Linked DNA regions of Mus musculus: all the other regions are linked to region 2. Evidence: chromatin contacts called from public HiCAR-type and promoter capture Hi-C data. All regions are on one chromosome and are shown on one strand. The core of a region is the stretch at or near the end of the contact, and the rest is flanking DNA. Distances in the headings are between cores, read along the strand shown.

Region 1 (3,916 bases), core at 831-3,330, 800 kb before region 2:
TGAAACGAGTTGGCCGCTCATTCCTGGACTCCCAGCGCTCAGCAATGCTGAAGGTAGAAGTCGGAGGATCAGAGACATTCAAGGCCATCCTTGGCTAAGTAGGAAGATCAGCAAGACCTTGTCTTGCAAAAAGACAGATTTCATAGAAATTGGTTTGAAAACCAAAGTTCACGCTCTGGAGCCTGGCAACCGGGGACCTCTGGCTGTGCATATGGGTGCTACTTCATCTGTTCTTCTGAAGTAAACACCGTCTAGAAGTTCAAGGCCAAGGCAAGGGAAACCGGTAACTTAATAAGTCGACACTACGCTCGTGCCTCTACTAGGTAACCTGACCAGAAAGTTCTGCCTATTTTAGATTCAGTATTTAACTGAGTTAGGTCAGGAAAGGCAATATTTCCTAAAAGAACAACTACAGATTAATCATTAATGCTCCAGGCAGAAGTAAAACGGGATTATTCTTTGGGTAAAGGTTGGTGGAAGAGAAAATAGATGAAAACTACAATAGAACCTGAGAGAACCTGGTCAAAGTCCAAGTTAAAGTTTAGGGGGGGAAAGGTTCATTTGTTGAAAAGTCATTCAAACGGATAATGTACGAATTTTGCAAGAAATAAGGCCATAGAGTTTTCTATCCTGTTCCCCCTACTTCTCATTTTACTATTTTCTTAGTTAACATAGAAAATAATGCATTTTTAAAAAATTTCATATATGTATGAATTTTAATTTGCTCATATTCCTTCCCCTACATTGTCCTCTTTTCCTTGTTCTTCGTTCTCAGTTTCCTCTCTTGCATTCGCCAATGAAATCACTCATCTTGACATTGCCTGACTTGGTGGGTTAGTGCTCAGGGTGTAACCCCAAGGTGCAGAAAATGTCCTTTGTAGCCTTTGGCAATATCTCCCCCTTTCTTTTGTGCTTCTCTTACCTCTTTGGATTAGCAAAAGTAACACACCAAGGGGAGAAAGAAGGAAATGCAAGGAGACTGTGTTCATTCAGACCGCGTGACGCGCATGTGTGGAAATGTCACAGTGAAAGCCAATGCTTTTACATCAGTGATATATAGTACTACACTTTCAATTTTATATACATTCAATTCAATGTAGGGTATAATGTATCTATTGTCACAATGTGTATTCCAATTGCTTGTCTGACAAGGGACTGAGTATAGTATTCTAGCGTCGGAATAAAATCCACTGAAAGTTAAGAACATTTAATGCTTGCAATAATACCTAGAAAGCAACTGGTTCATAATTTTTTGCACATGTTAAATTTTATTTCTTAATGAATGAATGAACTGATTTTTGAAGAGATAAATTGAAAATACAGAAAGCGACTTTAGCAAGGGCCATTACCAACTCTTCTTTTCCCTGTCATTTTCTTTAACCTTGTATTTTTTACTTACAGGATTTTCTAGCTGAATGCTATGATGTTGAAAACCTAAGCCCGGATCATTCTTATTCTCAGATTCAGTTCTGTGATGACTTTCCTTCTTGTTCACAGCATTTTGACTTCCTAGCCTCCCTGCGTTTCCACTTCTGTGGCTTCCATACCTGCACGACTGACTGCTGATACCTGTCTCTGCTTTTCCTATCTGTTTCTGCATAGTGAAAATTCCAGATCTGCCACTTTACTGGCCCTGTGATTTTTAGATAAGTTTCCTGATTTCTTGGAACAATAATTGTGGTATAATAAAGATAGCAGTAAAATGTATGAAAACCAAAGGTATGCATGCATACATATATGAATAACGCATATACATTAACATGGCACATAATAAGTGCCCAATAATGGCAGATATTATTAATCTGAAATCAGCCTTCTGTGTTTACACTGTTGTATTCTTCCCGCCCCCACCCCCACATGCCATTAGAAATCAGATTCAGGACCTGCAGGGCATAATGTTCTACCACTGAGCTGTATGCCTAGCCAAGATGCTGCATTCTTGAGTACTATCTAGTCCTCATTTGCAGAGGTATTTTTCTCAAACAGATAACCCTAATCGATTCTCTAGCACTGTTTCTTCTCATCTCGTGACTTGTGACGTGTTGTTCTTACTTCCCCATGCCTTACCTTTGGCACAATCAGCGTGCAGCCCCTCTCTTTTCCTATAGCTTCAAGTTCTGCTCTAAGGCAGGCAGCCACTGAAACTGACACCCACAGGGTTAAACCTATTTGCTGTAGCTATCCCTCCTCCCCCTAGTCCCCCTTTTCACTGTAGGCTGGCAGCAGTCCTAGCTGCCTACTGAAGCCAAATGCTTGAGGAGAGAGAGAGTAAGGAGCCAGCCATGAATCCTTTCCAGAAAAATGAGTCCAAGGAAACGCTCTTTTCACCTGTCTCTACTGAAGAGATGCTGCCTGGACCTCCAAGCCCTCCAAAGAAGTCAACTCCGGTGAGTCCCAAAGTTCGGTTTGTCTCTGACAGTAATAGCATACGGAAGTCTTTTGAAGTTTCTCGTTGGCTGTTGGAACTTTGTGCTGAACTGTATTAGAGCAGAAAAACTACTGCTTTCATGGAATTAGAATTCACCTGAAAATTAATTCTAGACTCTTCTGTTTTGGGAAGGAAGCAACAGGGTGGGTTAGCCAGATTTTTTTTTTCAGTTGGGCCCCAGAGTTTTGCTCTGTTTCATTGCATATTCCCTGGGGGAGAAAAAGCACTTTGAATGTCCAGGGAGACTTGGCAAGCATTCCTGTCTGGAGAACTGTGTGTGATTGTTCTTTCCTTACCAATACCAAAACTCAGCCTTTAGTTTCCCTTGTGTGCAGAGCCTTCTTTTTTTGGACACCAAAAAAGCTTTAGAATAGACCCACTCTCTGTTACTAAGTGTCCCTACTTTAAAGTGGGAGGTTGGATAGAGGAACAAAGAATAATATTTTGTATTTCGTACTCGTTAAAGCACTTCCGATTGTATCGCCTTGTTCGATTCTCATATCATATTAAAATCCTCTTTGTAGAAAGGCTACAGTAATAATAACCAATTATTTGCTGAGTTCTTAGTATCAACCATGAGGTCAGTATGATTCTGATTTCCTTGAAGTAACAGAAATGAAACACAGAGCGGAGTACTGGTGTCACTTCAGTAAGGATTGCATGTTAATCCAATCAGTGAGAGTGTATGCCGCTAATGTTAAATAAACTCTATGTTACATAGTTCTCAGGATGAGAGCTGCAAAGGTAATAATTTCAACTCAGTGCATCTTTCAATCAAGTTGTTATCATGCAGTAACATGTATATAGAAAGGTGATTTATTCATATCCACATGGGTAAAAGGCAGACTAAGTTTTTTATATATAGTTTATCATATCTTGTTAAGGGTGGTTAGAGAGGTACATACCTGTGAAATAAGAGGTAATATAAATCTCATGTTAATGTTTGAATGTCTCAAAGGATAGATGATCTTTGTCCCCTTTCCACGTTAGTGGCGCTATTGTGTAGAAAGAGATTTAAAATAAAATGTGATATTTACTATTTTACATAATGCATGAAATAGCACAGTTACTCTTATGTACAGCTTGAAAATGAAAACCTTGTTGCTGGAGAGATGGCTCAGCAGTTGAGAGCACTTGCTGTTCTTTCAAAAGACCAGAGTTTGGCTCCTGGTTCCCAAGTCAGACAGCTCACAACAACCTATAACTCCAGCTCTAGGAGATCCAACATCTTTTTCTGGTCTCTGCAGGTACCCACATACTTAGGCTCTCACATATACAAACACATATGTACATAAATACAAATACAATTTAAAAGGAAACATTACGTAAGCATACTAGTAGGAAAGGTGGACACTTAATTTCATAGGATTTCAGAATTTTCTTCCCAGAGTTAAGGTGACCAATCGGCTTATATTTAGGAGTGCCTGGCCACCACTTTGAACTCTATGCCTGGGTCTTGCAAACCATGAAAGAGAAGTCATCAGATTG
Region 2 (3,670 bases), core at 167-2,666:
AGACTTGTCTCAAAAACAAAGAAAAGGCAACCTACAGGCAAGAAGGTTGGGACTAGTTAGTACCTACTTTGATATCTAGACTGATGGAAATTTTGAACTGACTGTGTAGTTTCTGTGTGACTCTGAAATCCTGCCACCCCGAAGGCCAGGGCAGGATAAGAAGCTCAAAGCCAGCCTACCAAACAAAACCCAACCTCAAAAAAAAACAGGCTGGGCAGTGGTGGCGCACGCCTTTAATCCCAGCACTTGGGAGGCAGAGGCAGGTGAATTTCTGAGTTCCAAGACAGCCTGGTCTACAGAGTGAGTTCCAGGACAGCCTGGTCTACAGAGTGAGTTCCAGGACAGCCAGGGCTACACAGAGAAACCCTGTCTCGAAAAAAAACAAAAACAAAAACACAAAAAAAAGAGGAGGAGGAGGAGGAGGAGGAAGGAGGTGTTTGACGGAACTCTTTTAAGAGGGAAAAGGCCAGACAATAGTGTTTAATATCTCAAAAGCATTTCTCGGTGGCTGATTCCTATAGTAATTTACCAAGCCGAAGTTTAAGCCTTAAAATCAATTCATGTGAAACTTTTCATTGAAAAGTGGTTTGGAAGCAGCTGCATTCAACCCACACATTCTTTCTTGCCGATGTCCCTGATCCCAGTCACCCTCCAGTTTTCTGCTCCCAATGCGAGCCTCAGCTAAGGCTTGGCGGTTTCCCTCGCATCGCCGGCTCACACAGCCGACCAACTTGTCATTGCTATAATTACCACACCCCCGTCAGCAGCTCCAGGCCCGCGTAGTTATGACATCTGTAAACTGCAAGCCTCCCGTCTCCACCCCCACCTCCCTCCAAACACCGGCCCCGGTGGTAACCTGCCAACTCCCCGATCGGCCCCGCACGCCTCGGCCTCAGCCACCGCACTCCGCGCCGCCCGCCCCCGCCCTCAAGCTAGCGCGGCGCGCAGACTCCGCGCCGCCGCCCGGCGCCCCGCAGTCCCCGACGCCGCTTCCACCGCCGCGCCGCGCCGCGCCGCCCCGCCCCGACCGGCGTTCCTCACGGCGAGCACCAGCGTTCCCCACCCCCACCCCGCTCCGCCGCCGCGCGGCCGTTAGGACCGCCGGGCCCGTGACGCACCGGAGCGACGCGAGGGTCCGGTCCCCGGCGCGCCCGAGCCAGCTCCGGCTTCCGCCCGCGTCCGCCTTCGCCCCGGGGCCTCCCTCGGGTCCGCGGAGGGGGACCCAGAGCCGCCCGCCGAGGGGGAGGGGCCGCGAGGTGCCCCCACTCACCGGCTCCAGGCGACCGGTCCCGGTGCCACTACGAAGAGGGAGACGCTCGCTCTTGGCCCGCCCGCTGCGCCTCTTCTGCGCACAACCTTGACCAGCCGGCGCGCACCACGGCGGCGCTCACCAGGCCTCGCTCTCCGCTGCCGCTCACAGAGCCGCGAGACCCAGCTCAGCCGGCGTGCGCACTGCGCCTGCGTGCGGGGGCCGGCCGGCGCGCCTGCGTGCGCTTCTCCGCCGCCTGCCGCAGGGGCTGCCGGGAAGCGGAGTCTCCGAGCGTGGACGCCCTAGGCTAGCGGCGGCCAGGGAAAAGGCGGCGGCCAGGGCGTGGGTCTCTGCGGACCAGGTTGGCAGTCAGTAAAAGCGCAGACATATAGAAGTTATGGAAACAAACTTGTCCTTACTAAGCTCTTCCAGAATGGACGGATTCCCCCTCACATCAATATAGCTTCCCTCTCACATGGTAGGTACCTCACAGCCGAGCATGCTTATTGGATGAATGATGGCATGGTTGGAGGCTGAGGGAGTATTACAAAATACGTCAGTGTCTCACGTTCAAAGAATTCACATGCAACCCGTTTGCAGGAACTTTCTGGGTATTCTCTTCAGTTCTCACCCATCTTACCCGGTAATTTATTAGTATCATATAACATTAAATCGCTTTTTGAGCCTAGCATGACGGTAACGCACGCCTGTATTTTCAGCTCTAGGAAGTCTGAGGCAGGAGAATGGCGAATTCTAGACCAGCATTACTACGTAGAAAGACCCCTATCTCAAAAACGGCAATTTCCAGCGAAAATATTTGCGTTGCTATGAGAAGGCACGCTAAAACAAAATATTTAGGGAAATGACTTAACCGTTACATGATAGAATTTTTTTTTCTTTCTGGGGAGTAGAGCGGTGGCTTCAAAGGAACACTTTAAGACAGCAAGTAGAGGTCACAGGAAAATCACAACCACAGGACACGGTTTAACAAGTCAGTTTAAAAGGAATACTGAGGAGCACCGGACATGAATCTGTAGAACCCCCGAAGGGAGACCCTCACTCAAGTCTCAGGGATCGCGAGCCCAGAAAGCCACAGTCACGCTTGCTGCAAACACACGAGGTTTTTAATGGCACACAAACCAGCATGCTGAGGTCGAGACCCATACACCACGCAGGGGTAGAGGAGTCTGACCCCAACCCTATTTTCCAGCAGGTTTATAAAGGTAAAAACCAGAACCTAGGGGGAGGATGGGAGAGGAAACAGGGGAAGTCTAGGGGCGGATATTTACTTCAAGGCACCTGGGACATTGAAACATTTTGTGGTTGTTTTTCCCAAGAGTTCCAGGGAATTAGGCCATCTGGCCGGGGGCGGGGGCCCATGTTCTCAGGGCAGTCATTATTTTATTTTTTTACTCTTCATTTCCCCACTTCTTCTTGTGAGTAGCTCTAATCTTAGAGCGACCCCTCTTCTTCTTTCGGCAAAGTCAGGTACTGTTGTCGGAGCACCATTACCTGTACAACACTAACCCTGTCTTTTACAAAAGCCACTAACTTATTAAGAATGCAAGGTCCAAAAGTGAGCAAAAGCAAAAGGATGATTAGGGGACCGGCAAGGGTAGAAACAAGGGTGGTAAACCAAGGAGACTTATTAAACCAATTTTCAAACCAGCTCTGTCTATCTTCTCTTTCCCTTCTGCGCTTGTCTAACCGGCTCTTCCTATCATTGTGAAGCAGAATTCACCAAGCGTTGGATTGTTCACCCACTAATAGGGAACGTGAGCTGGGTTTAGACCGTCGTGAGACAGGTTAGTTTTACCCTACTGATGATGTGTTGTTGCCATGATAATCCTGCTCAGTACGAGAGGAACAGCACCTTTTCTGGGGTCTGATGAGCGTCGGCATCGGGCGCCTTAACCCAGCGTTCGGTTCATCCCGCAGCGCCAGTTCTCAGGGCAGTCATTATTTTACTTTTTTACTCTTCGAATCAATACATCTATAAATGTAAGACAGGAGGAGAAAAAGGACCACATGGGCTAACTGCTCCCACCAGATTGGCCTGAAGGCTCGTCGGTGGGGTGTTTTCCTGACTCACGATAAATGTGAGACTCACTGTGGGCGGTGCCACCTCTGGGCTGTATAGGATAACAAGCTGAGAGTAAGCCAGGGACCAAATTCCTCCATGATCTGCTTCAATTACTGCCTCCAGGTTCCTGCCTTGAATTCCAGTCCTGGCTTCCCTCAAAGATGCACTGTAAGCTGAAATGCCTGCCCCCAAGTTGTTTTGGTTAGTTTTATCATAGCAACCGAAAGCAAACTAGAACAACTTTCTCGATCCCTCAGTCCTTCTCTCCCTTTCTTCTCACTTTCTTCCTTCTGCGTCAGTATCATCTTCTCCACTAAGAGTGTGCTTGTTTACATGGA
Region 3 (3,876 bases), core at 1,057-3,556, 710 kb before region 2:
GAGCAGCAGTTCTCCACCTTCCTAATGCTGCGACCCTTCAATACAGTTCCTCATGTTGTGCGGACCCCCAACCATAAAATTATTTCGTTGCTACTTCATAACTATAATTTTGCTACTGTTATGAATCATAATATGAATATCAGTGTTTTTGATGGTCTTAGGCGACCCCTGTGAAAGGGTCATTTGATCGCCAAGAGAGTCTCAACCCACAGGCTGAGAATCACTGGTCCATAGAGCAGATGCAGTATTACTGATGGCACGCCACATAGTCAGGGACAATATCTGTCAAAGTAGCTATTTCCCCTCAGAGTGCCGGGGTCTCAGTTTCTCATCTGTGAAATGAAAGTGAACCTGGATAATCATTGTAGACTTCACTTTCCACACTCTGGTAAAACACCGACCAACTTCCACTTAGGGAAGACCAGGCTAGCACCACACCCTGTAATATTGTCGTGTCTCAAGGGCCTAGCGACTAACATCATGTGGCTGGCTCAGAGACTTGGAGCCATGCTTTTTACAGTTAGTGTGTTGGATACTCTAGTATATATTTGGCTATAGTGGCTGTATTTTTTTAATGCCCATTGAAAATGTTCAAACAAACAAAAACAAAAAAACTGGGCAGTTTAAAATATTTAGGGCACCAGGGTTTATACCCTGACAGGTTCTTCATCTGCAGGCATTCTTGTTCTGTCTAGAAGACTGACTGCTCCATCAGAAGACCCAGGTTGGGAAACATGATGTCAGGGGCTGATGGAAGCAGACCTCTATTTTCCTAAGGCAGCTCAAACAGGAATTTTGTCCCCAGCTGCCACAGACTTGGAGAAGAAAAATTCAACATACTGGAGAAAAGACTGTAGATAACTCCAGAATTCTTACAAATTTGCACTTAGGGTCTAAGTTGGTTAACTATTCTGGTGGTGTTTGAGTACCTAAAGCCTAACGAGGCTACACATGCTTCCTGTCCACTGTGTACGTTCAGCATCTAGTTGTTAGCTTTAGACATCTTATAAAGCCTCCGTCTGGCCAAACAAGTTGAAAGCCAGCCTGCCACAGGAATGCTGCCTTTTCTCGGTTCCCTACCCTTTTGCAACCCTCCCTCCTTTTATTCCCAACATTAAGCTCTGGTAGACTCTAGTTTCCGTGAGATTTGATTACATCTGAGCAACTCTCTAGCTCATAGAAAGGGCATTCTGCCTCCATTTTCATATTACATCTGCCTGGACGAACCATTGAAGCTTCCAATTGGTCGGCGAGCAAACTGATATTCCCAAAGGGGAGCAAGTGGGAAGTGAGTCGGAATAAAACTGGGTGGACCGTCCAAAGGAAATGAAAATTCTTGTTTGCAGAGTCACAGCTACAGGCTAATGTGAACAGAGCCCAGAGAGCCTTCCCTTCTCTCTCCTTTCCTATTCGGCCTCACTCACAGACAAGACCTTTTGCCCTGTTTCCAAGAGGTACCTTAAGACATTCAGATTCTGAGTGAGACCCTTAGTGTGGAGGTAGAAAGAAAGGTGCAGGGCAGCCGGACGGGCTGATAAAGAGGAGGTGGACGCAAAAAGGAGGAAAATATCAAATGACAGGTACTAGCGGATGGCCTGTAAGAGACTCAAATTTATGCCCAACACTCCTTCATACACTACCGACGCAATCTAACTTGTCAGGAAAGAATAAATGTACTCTGGGCCAAAATGGTTGTCGTCGCATCTACACTCTGAAAGCAAGTTTGACACGGGGTAAAGGACAGGGAAAGGGGTATTAAGAAGTTGAAGAATGGTGATTTCGCCTGTATAGATTCGGTTTTAGGCATCAAGCATCTAACAACACCTGTTGGGGCGTAAATCCAAAGGCTGGGGTTTCTTTTTGATTGCATGTTTCCGAAGGCCCTGGGCTAATAAAGGAAGAAAACAACAGGTTCCCACTGGCCGACTCTCGATCCGGCCCCTGCACCTCCCGGTGCCAGGAGCTACCCAAGTGCACCGCCCCGCGGGTGGCCGGCTCTGCAGGGCCAGGCAAATGGCTTCCTGTCTCGTGTGGCCCCGGATGGGACTCCCCCTTTTTTCAGGGCTCACCTGCTGGGAGCCAGGTGAAGAGGAGCAGGCCAGCAGCGAGCAATCCGCAGCCCATGCTGGCCCCCTCGCTGGCTACAGAGGCTCAAGGGCCCCGGAGAGGCGAGTCTTTCTTCATCAGCCGCCGGCCAGGACACGCATCTCCGAGGAGCCCGTAGGTCGAACTATGCGACGGGAGCGTCCCCTCTGGCCCCCACAGGTACGGCCCAGCCCACCGGTACCTGAGGCTCTCTGAGCTCCGCCCCAGCCCAGGGCTGTCTCGGTTTCCTGCTCCGCCCCGGCTTGGGGACCGCAAGCCTCCGCCCTACCTGTCACAGGCTGCCAGGTGACCCATCTCCGCAGGAAACAGAGCCTCTAGCCGTCTCCGTCTGCGCGCGCGGAGGAACTTGTCACTGGCTCCCCTAATTTCTAAGTCACCCTCACCCCTTGCAATTCTTTCCTGGTTCTAGAATTACGTGGCTGCAACTTCTTAGGGAGTAGTATTTCTCGTTGATGCACCTCTCTGTCTCTCTGTCTCTCTCTGTCTCTCTGTCTCTCTCTCCCTCCCCCTCTGTCTCTCTCTCTCTCTCTCTCCCCCTCCCTTTCACACACACACACACACACACACACACACACACACACACACACACACACTGAAAATACACTTCTGTACACTTCTGATGTTTATACCTAATGTCTTCTTGTCTTTCTTTATTCAAACTAAAGATTCTAAAAAGTAGAGCAGGAACCAGAGACCGCAAATTTATTTTTCCACGCTTATAAAATGAACACATGCTCACAGGAAAATAGGGAAAGTGTAATGGAGAAAGAAAGACCCTCTCTCACTGTACATAGATTCGGTTAGTGGTGATGTATTTTTTCCTTAGGTTTTCCACCCATCTTTCCTCGTAGCTCAGCAACCATGCACAGATCTCAGATAGCTCAAGACCAAGGTTTAGACCTTTGACCCAGTGAGGACAACTAGTTCTCTTAGCCACCATACCCAGTCTTTAGTGTTCCTTGGCAGGAAGTGAGTAGGGCCATGGGAATTTATAACTACTAAAAGAAAGGGGAGAAAGGCAAAGTGGCCTTATCAAACCAATCAAGACATTAACTTGGAAAGTCACGCATATTCTGGGCAATGTAAATAGATAGCAAGGCAGTTTACACACTCTTTCCTTATAGGGATTTTCATTGTCTGCTATATTCTCCTGTAAGAAGATTGTTCCTCCTTTCACCTCTCCCACCTCCAGCCTCCCCTGCCCATCACCTGCTTCAAGAATAGCATTATAAAGTGCTATTAAACAGAGCTCAGGAGGCCTCCACCCTGGTCACTGAACAGGATGCAGCTATTATTTCTCAAGAGCACCTACCTCTCTTGTCTTGCTAGGCTTTCAAGGACACTCTCTTCACTGTTGCTGCTAGTGTTCTCTATCCCCTTCCTAGCCAATGAAGCAGGCTTGTCCTAGATCTGTAGAAACACACACACACACACACACACACACACACACACACACACACACACACACACGCTTCTGGGTTAGTCCTCTGGTCCCCTCAATGGGCCTCTTCACTTTAAATATTTTTCCTATAGTCTCTTTACTTCCAGAAAATAGGAAGTAAATTCAGGAAGTATGTGGCCAAAGGCAGGTTATGAAGAGTGTGTAGGAGCCACTCTGGCTCTTTCAGGGTAGAAAACATCATGGCAGCAGGAGGAGGCATTACTTTGCAGGGTGTGTGGGGGGGGGTGTGGGGGTCTTGTTCCATACTCTCCAGAGACCCTGCATATGTTCCTAGGAACACTAGTCATGTCAGATGTCTGTGACAGGAA

What was found. Promoter capture Hi-C pulls out the DNA fragments that hold promoters and counts their contacts. HiCAR-type assays count read pairs that join an accessible place to other places.
Region 1: a contact with region 2 is called in a HiCAR-type map of astrocytes, with 2.3 times the contacts expected there. The contact joins the promoter of Slc15a2 here to the promoter of Kpna1 in region 2. A contact is called at or near these places in 6 of 39 promoter capture datasets (the 3T3-L1 cell line, cranial neural crest, embryonic stem cells and 3 more) and 5 of 115 datasets of contacts at active chromatin or transcription factors (astrocytes, cardiomyocytes, extraembryonic endoderm stem cells and 2 more).
Region 3: a contact with region 2 is called in a promoter capture Hi-C map of embryonic stem cells, with 2.9 times the contacts expected there. The contact joins the promoter of Ildr1 here to the promoter of Kpna1 in region 2. A contact is called at or near these places in 2 of 39 promoter capture datasets (embryonic stem cells and hippocampal neurons) and 3 of 115 datasets of contacts at active chromatin or transcription factors (effector CD8 T cells, embryonic stem cells and memory CD8 T cells).

The regions. Positions count from the first base shown.
Region 1 is chr16:36,783,126-36,787,041 of GRCm38.p6, reverse strand. It overlaps Slc15a2 (solute carrier family 15 (H+/peptide transporter), member 2), which reads left to right and starts at 2,080. Exons shown (of 22, transcript NM_021301.3): 1 at 2,080-2,387. The coding sequence starts at 2,250.
Region 2 is chr16:35,981,109-35,984,778 of GRCm38.p6, reverse strand. Kpna1 (karyopherin (importin) alpha 1) reads right to left here and starts at 1,416. Exons shown (of 14, transcript NM_008465.5): 1 at 1,271-1,416. Gm15564 (a long non-coding RNA gene) reads left to right here and starts at 1,450. Exons shown (of 2, transcript XR_001781900.2): 1 at 1,450-1,727.
Region 3 is chr16:36,692,408-36,696,283 of GRCm38.p6, reverse strand. It overlaps Ildr1 (immunoglobulin-like domain containing receptor 1), which reads right to left and starts at 2,306. Exons shown (of 8, transcript NM_001285788.1): 1 at 2,070-2,306. The coding sequence starts at 2,124.